Regions from separate parts of the Sus scrofa genome. Here region 1 is linked to region 2. The links are chromatin contacts, called in public Hi-C maps. All regions are on one chromosome and are shown on one strand. Each heading gives the region's core, a stretch centred on a gene start, on an enhancer-like site or on the middle of the called end of the contact. The rest is flanking DNA. Distances are from core to core; before and after follow the strand shown.

Evidence for each region. Hi-C and Micro-C count contacts between places; a contact is called where the count stands out from the background.
Region 1: a Hi-C map of alveolar macrophages shows a contact between it and region 2, with 3 times the contacts expected there. The contact joins two enhancer-like sites. A contact is called at or near these places in 9 of 47 Hi-C or Micro-C datasets (alveolar macrophages, embryonic fibroblasts, fetal liver and 5 more).

Annotation. Positions count from the first base shown.
Region 1 is chr8:82,476,861-82,480,325 of Sscrofa11.1, reverse strand. No RefSeq gene overlaps it. Among named protein-coding and RNA genes, the nearest start is that of LSM6, 50 kb to the right of the region's middle. Within about 2 kb of position 2,160, at least 3 of the 83 cell types and tissues checked have an H3K27ac peak or open chromatin away from gene starts, as enhancers often do. A contact at or near this core is called in alveolar macrophages, where this site is marked.
Region 2 is chr8:82,368,782-82,372,200 of Sscrofa11.1, reverse strand. All of the region lies in intron 1 of LOC106504715 (a long non-coding RNA gene), which reads right to left. LOC106504714 (a long non-coding RNA gene) reads left to right here. Exons shown (of 2, transcript XR_001298397.2): 2 at 1-3,419. Among named protein-coding and RNA genes, the nearest start is that of LSM6, 58 kb to the left of the region's middle. Within about 2 kb of position 1,735, at least 61 of the 83 cell types and tissues checked have an H3K27ac peak or open chromatin away from gene starts, as enhancers often do. A contact at or near this core is called in alveolar macrophages, where this site is marked.

The DNA.
Region 1 (3,465 bases), core at 911-3,410, 110 kb before region 2:
GTTCTTGCTTGCGGGTGATTAAGACTTAAATGAACTTAGATGTGGGAGAATGAAATAGGTATGCAAATAGGAAGGAGGGAACGAGCTCCTTTTCTTCCTCCAGCCCCCATCCCCTGGGGTGGAAATTTTAGGAAACAAGTAACAGAGAAATAGAGGGATGGAAGAATAAGGAAGTTTGAGGTCAACAACAACTGCAAGGGGTGTACATAAAGGTGAGATGATGTGCATCACAGAAGGGTTTTCTGGTGAAACAGGGTGAACTGTTACTCTGCCATCTCATCATGTAACCTTTATCTCTCTGAGCCTCGATTTTCTCATGAGAATAATAAGGATACTTTATGACCAGGATTATTAAAAATAATCTATGTGAAACATTCCAAGCGGGGCCAGACTCATATTTACAGCACCTACAAGGACAAGGGAGAGCCATTAACGGAATAGGGCTAACTTTCTCCCCTGCTTAAAACCAGGGGGCTGCCTCTTCTGGGGTGTTGTGCCCCCCCACCCCTTTTCTCCCAAAGCATCCTCACCACTGGGCAGGCCCCCTTGTCTGGGGCTCATAACTCAGCTGTAGCACATGTGGGTTTCTAAGAGGAAGGGCCCTTCCTGTCATATTCCTGAAAATCAAATAACCTAGCTTTAGGATAGCCTAAAGGGGGATTTGCAGGTGGTGGTGGGTGTCCCCTTCCATGTTTTGTTTTGTTTTGTTTTTTGTCTTGTTATAGCCACACCCGTGGCATATAGAGGTTCCCAGGCTAGGAGTAGAACTGGAGCTGCAGCCACCAGCCTACACCACAGCCACAGCAATGCCATATCTGAGCCTCATCTGCCACCTACACCACAGCTCACGGCAACGCCGGATCCTTAACTCACTGAGTGAGGCCCAGGATCAAACCTGCGTCTGCATGGATACTAGTCAGATTCGTTTCTGAGGAGCCACGACGGGAACTCCCCCTTCCCTGCTTTAATATTTTCCTCCTCTATTGACAATGAGGTCCTACTGTATAGCACAGGGAACTCTATCCAATCTCTTGGGATAGACCATGATGGAAAAGAATATTTAAAAAAAGAGTGTATATGTAAGGATGACTGAATCGCTTTGAGGCATAGCAGACATTGGCACAACATTGCAAACCAACTATACTTTAATTTAAAAAAATTAAAAAATAAAACAATTACTTTCTTCCCAATAACTGATTAGAATGGATTGGACTTGCCCAAGGATGTCTATGTGATTAGACATTTTTCCCACCAATATTCCTTCTTTGTTTTTAAAATGTCTCTGTGTTGTAATTTTTCTGACTGTTGTTTTTTGGGACCCTAATTTCTACCACCCAACACTACCAGGAACACCAACACTGCCAAGAACACCAGCACTGCCAAGGCACACTGTCCTCTAACATAGCAAGAAGCCTCGTTCATTCCATTTACAGGCAACTATATTCCTTTCCTGCTCTTACAGATCTTTCCCCGCCTCTAAATAACAAAGGCCACCTCCCACAGCACGTGGACCTTCCCAGGGCAGGAATCAAACCTGCATCACAGTTGTGACCTGTGCCACATCTGCAGCAATGCTGGATCTTTAACCCAAGCAATGCATGGGAAACTTCAGGATATTTTAATTAAAAAAATTTTTTTTTGTAGGTATTCAAAAGATATTTATTGAGTGAAAGATGTTTTAAATTCTATGGTGCTTTATAATTATTAAAAGTTTCACACACATGATTTCATGTAATCCCATAATAAAATTTCTCCATTGATTAAAATATTTTTATAGTTTCTATAAATAAATAAATAAATAACAAAGGCCAAAAGTGACTGGGAAAATATCCAAAGGGAAGAATAAAGCTGGTATGAAGCCCAGTCAAAAACAAGCTCACCAGAATTACAACTACAGGGACCCCCCCTGCCATCACCCCCAACACACACACACACACACACACACACACACACACACACACACACACACACACTTCTTTTTCAACCAATTCCTCACTTAGCACAGTACTTAAGTTTCAGGAAAGGCTTGGGTGATTTTTCTTTAGGAAATAACAGTCAATGCTATTCATAAACAAGGGCACTCTCGCCGTCTCTTGAATGGGTACTACTCGTTCTTGGCAAAGATGAGATGACATAATCCAGGCAAGCTCGCTGCAACCACAGAAATCGTCTACCACTTAGATCAAGGGTTGGACACTGAAGAAGTCATGTCTATATCTTACCAAGTCCACAGTGGTTGCTGAAAGCAACAGCAGAGTTGCTGAAGCAAAGAGAAGTGGCCCATGCAGCTCTCACGGGAAAAGCAACAGAAACCCAATCTAAGTATTGCAACAGCGGGTTTCATTACTACCAGGATAAAGCTAACTTTTTCCATGTGGAGCCCAGAAAGTGAGTGAATAGGTCACATTTTCATCAAGCCCTGTGTGGGTAGGGCAGGCAAAAACCTGTCCTTGCTTGCTTAAGAAGAGACAGAAATCCTGGGTGTGGACGAGATTTCAAGTTCAAGGATGGAGACCAGTGATCAGATTGCCCCAAACTGTCTGCCTTTGATGAAGCCTCTCCTGGGTCTACACAGGGGATCAGCCACCAATCTTTCTGGAGATTCTTTGGCTGGTCTTCTCCACCACGCACCCCTGCCCACCCTCCTGCCACCACTCTATTTCCCTAATATATTTCCCATGCAACAATTAGTTAATGCATTCACACATGAAACTAATTATGATAGAATTAAAGCCTTGCCCATTCCTTTCCACAAATTGAATTTCTAAGACTCAGAGTGAATTCTAAAAAATTTCTTCTTGAGTCATTCCTGGAGGAAAATGAATCACAAGTGAATTACAACTTGAGCGCCACTGTCTACCTGTGTTGCCTGCCATGCGGGGAGGTTTGCGCTCTGAAGGAGGGGGTGACCCTGTGAGACGGAAATCAGAAAACGGGGGTGGAAACTTCTACTGGATCTTTAAACCAGCCCCTCTGGAGCACAAAACTCAAGACAGTGACGCAACTGATCTTGTAGCTGAGATTTAGACAGTCTTAAGCCGACCATTCGTAAACTGGTTTAGTTACGAATCCCTTGAAAAATTTTTCATGTCTGTCACGCCTTGGACATTTTGCAGGTTCCAAATCATAAAATAGAATGTCCAGAATATTCTGAATGGCCATATTTACCTCATCCATTTTAACTGGCACGTCAACATTTATGTTGCTGGAGAATAACTCTAGGAACTATCGCTCTGAATATGAATTAACGGTGGAATGCACCAACCCACTAGTGCAGTGTGGTGAAAAACGAAATACTTTTGTCCAAAATTATAGATGAACCATGTGTGTGAGTGCACTTGTGTGTGAGCAGACATGAATTCATTGGTACTGGGCAACACGATTAAAACTCACTTCATTGGAAGGTAGGATTTTTTTCCCCATCATGTTTTAGAGTAGGATGCCCTTATCCAAATATACAATGCA
Region 2 (3,419 bases), core at 486-2,985:
TAGAATGGAAAAGACTCTAAAAAAGAATACATACATTTATATATGTATTTGTATCACTTTGCTGTATACCAGAAACTAACACGGCACTGTAAATCAACTGTATTTCAATACAAATTTAAAAAAAATTAGGCCACACAGGGCATGTATAGAGGGGAGTTACCTCCCAGCCCCCACAAGAACCCTGTGGTCACACACACGTTTGTCCCTTGCTGTCCCAGCACAAGCAAACACGCAGCACCCGCTCAGTCGCTCCCGAGTGTCAAGACAGTTGTGGCTGTCCTCTGGATCTAGGCTATTTAGTTGACCCCAAATCACCCAGGGCTGTGGTCCAGTTGACTTCCTCCGTTCCCTCCAGAAGTGCTGGTGTGACAGCATGGCTCACAGAGAAGAGGCTTGAACCCTAACACTTTCAGCTGCATGCAGCCCACTACGGGCTGTTATCTCTCTCCACCAGCAGCTGAGGAATAGTCAGGGGTCACTTCCAGCGGTGTTTTCTTCCTTCCTGTTCTTGCTCAGGGTCCGGCAGTAATGACTTTGGCAGAAGTGTTGGGTCACCTTTTCCCAGAGTCAGGCGACCCTGTCTCCCTGGCTGCTGGCTGAGAGGAGCCTTGAGAAGGGGAGCCAAGGAGGAGCCCTGGGTGTGGACTTGGAGCATCTGAGTTAGTCTGGCGGAGGAGCATTTCATCAGCATCTCTACAGGCCCAGGGAGTCTGTCATCTATTGCCAGGCTTGGGTACCACTGTCTAGAGCTGCAGGAGCCACATGTTTGATAGTGGGTAGAACCAGTGTTGGTCTCGGTCCTTCCTCTACTTTAGCAGCGTAGTGTTAACCCACTTCGGACAGCGCAGTGTGCCTGCCTGTGTCAAATCTTTGAGCTGGGTTGGGATCTCATTTTTTATCTCCCCATTTCCACCGAGAAAGACGGCATAGGAAAAAAAAATCTGGAAATAAGACAAGCCTTAATTCAAACCTCGACAGTGCTACTGATATCTCTTAAACTCAGTTTTAACATCTATAAAAGGCAGATGATATAATTTACTGGGCAGGTTTATTGTGAGGCATAGATCTTAGGGCTATTGTGAGATGGTGTTGTTTGAATCCTATGGAAGTATTATTTCACCATTGGGCTCTGAGCTCTTTGAAGGTACAGACAGCATTTTCTGTTTGTCTTTGTATCCTTAACCTCTAACACAGTAAATAGCTGGCACATACTAGATGCTTAAGGTAAACTTCTCAGAGCAGTCTGCCCAGATGCTTCATCTCAGGATCCCCTATATATCCCATTATACCCTCTTGGTTTCATTCATGGCCTCAACTTGCTATATTTGCTTGTGTATCCTCTTTCTCCAAATTAGACTGTCATTTCTATGCTGTCAGGACTTTGTCTTGGTGTTCAAAGTCTAGAACCGTGTCTGGTACACAGTAGGTGCTCAACATATGTGTATCCAGTGGAGAAAGGAAGAAATGGCAGCTATTTTACGAGGACTCATAGTAGCAGTGATTGCACGATGAACTGGAATCAATCCAAACAGAAAAATGAATTGTCTCTGGACAGCTCAGCAGAAGGGGTGAGCACCGCCAGAAGCCCTTGGAGTTTCCTCCTCAGAGAATTCTGCCTGGGAACCTTTCTTTAGGGCTGGTGATTTCCTCAGGCCTCCGCCAGGAGGCCCTTCATGCTGAAGTGAGCAGCGTGAATGAGGTTTCAGGACCCGGACAAGGGCTGCCTCGGAAGGAGCCTGAACTGGGGCCCTCTGAGGCGTGGGGGAGGGGGCCACACCCTCTCCTGGGCTTGGCACCAGGGGAAGGCTCCAGACGGCGCGGGCTCTGTGCCAGCCTGCTTGGTTCCAGTGGGAAAGCTGACCTTGGCCAGGAAGAACCAGGAAGAGGCACAAATGACTCATTGTCCCACATCCTCCAAGGTGAAAACCCAGCAGTGTGTGTGGCCTCTGGGGCTGGACGCTATTGCAGCCTTGGCTCCCTCCGCAGCCCAAATAAAAGCAGTCGGCCAGCAACTCCGGCGCAGCCCAGGAATACAACGCATGGATGTCACCCATTGTCCCGTTCCACACACTTCCCTGCACTGAAAGTTCCTGAACACCGTGTGTAAGTTCCAGTTCTAAAAGTGGAGCACTATTTCCTTCTAAAGACTTAAGACAGCCTTCATTTCCAATCAAGGGCATGTGACATTGTATGGACTCGTGGAAGAAACGGGATCTATTTTCAGGTCACGTGTGAAGAAGGTTGCGGTGGAATGTGCTTTATTTTTATTCACGAGTTTGGGATCCAAGTCACATTTGTAAGATGCGCCACTGCCTTAAGATTCCCACTAGAGGGCACTCTTGGAAAATATTTATAAGTACATATTTTATTGCTGTCAAGGAAATGCTGTTTTTTAGAAGAAGGGTGGGGGAGGGAACCCGCCAACCGGTCTGAATTTCAGGACAAGCCCTTTGCCTTCACTGGGAACTACTCCTGATTCTTTCAGAAGCGCAGCGAGAGAAGGAAGCTGGAGAGCCCAGGGCAGCTGCTTTCTTGTCCTCTGTCCTTTTATCCACGTGGAACGCAGCTGGCCCTCCGGCCTGAGCCCAAATCCCCTCTGCGTCATGGGGTGGGGGGCGCGCAGCCCCACCTGCCTGGAGATTCCTCTTGGAAAAGGGCTTAGAGATGCTGAACTTGGAGGCTTACGGTTTGGTTGGGGGCCTTCCCTTGCAAGCTAGCAGTGGCCGGAAATCCTCAGAAAAGTGCCAGAAAGGGTCAGAAGGGTGGCTGGGGCGCCAAACAATTAAAAATAGGGCTTCCGGGCAGGCAGCCATGGAGATCTGGCTCGATATGTAAATAAGTGTAAATAAGAGCAAGCCTCGGTGCTTGCTGGAAGAGTGCTGTGCACATTTTGTGCAGCCAGGGTTGCGGGGGGGGGGGGGGGGGGCGGCCCTTATTCTGCATACAGCCCAATTTGTAGAAGAAAAAACTTTTTTTTCTACCACAAAAGAAAATAGCTCCATTGAGTTCCATTGGCGGGGCAAGGGAGGAGATTATTCTTAAAGTTAGATTTTGTATTCAACGAATAGAAGAGTGTCAATGAACAAATGAGAACTGATTTTTAGCCACTAACGCCTTGATTCTGGAGCATAGCTGATACCTAGCACTCAACTCTCCCATCCTTGAACATAAACTACTTCTATCCCGGGCTCTGTCCCACTGCTGTGTGTCACCTTTTAAAGTTGACATTAATTCACTCATGTGAGTGACTTCATTTCATCCTGGAATGAGCTCCGTGAGGGGGTGTTACCATCATCATCCCTATTTCACAGAAGGAAACCAAACTCAGAAAGGGGCAAAGACACACAGCAGTGGGACAGAGCCTGGGACAGAGGCAGTTTACATTCTTCCGGGAATCTCTTACTGAGCATCCGCCATAC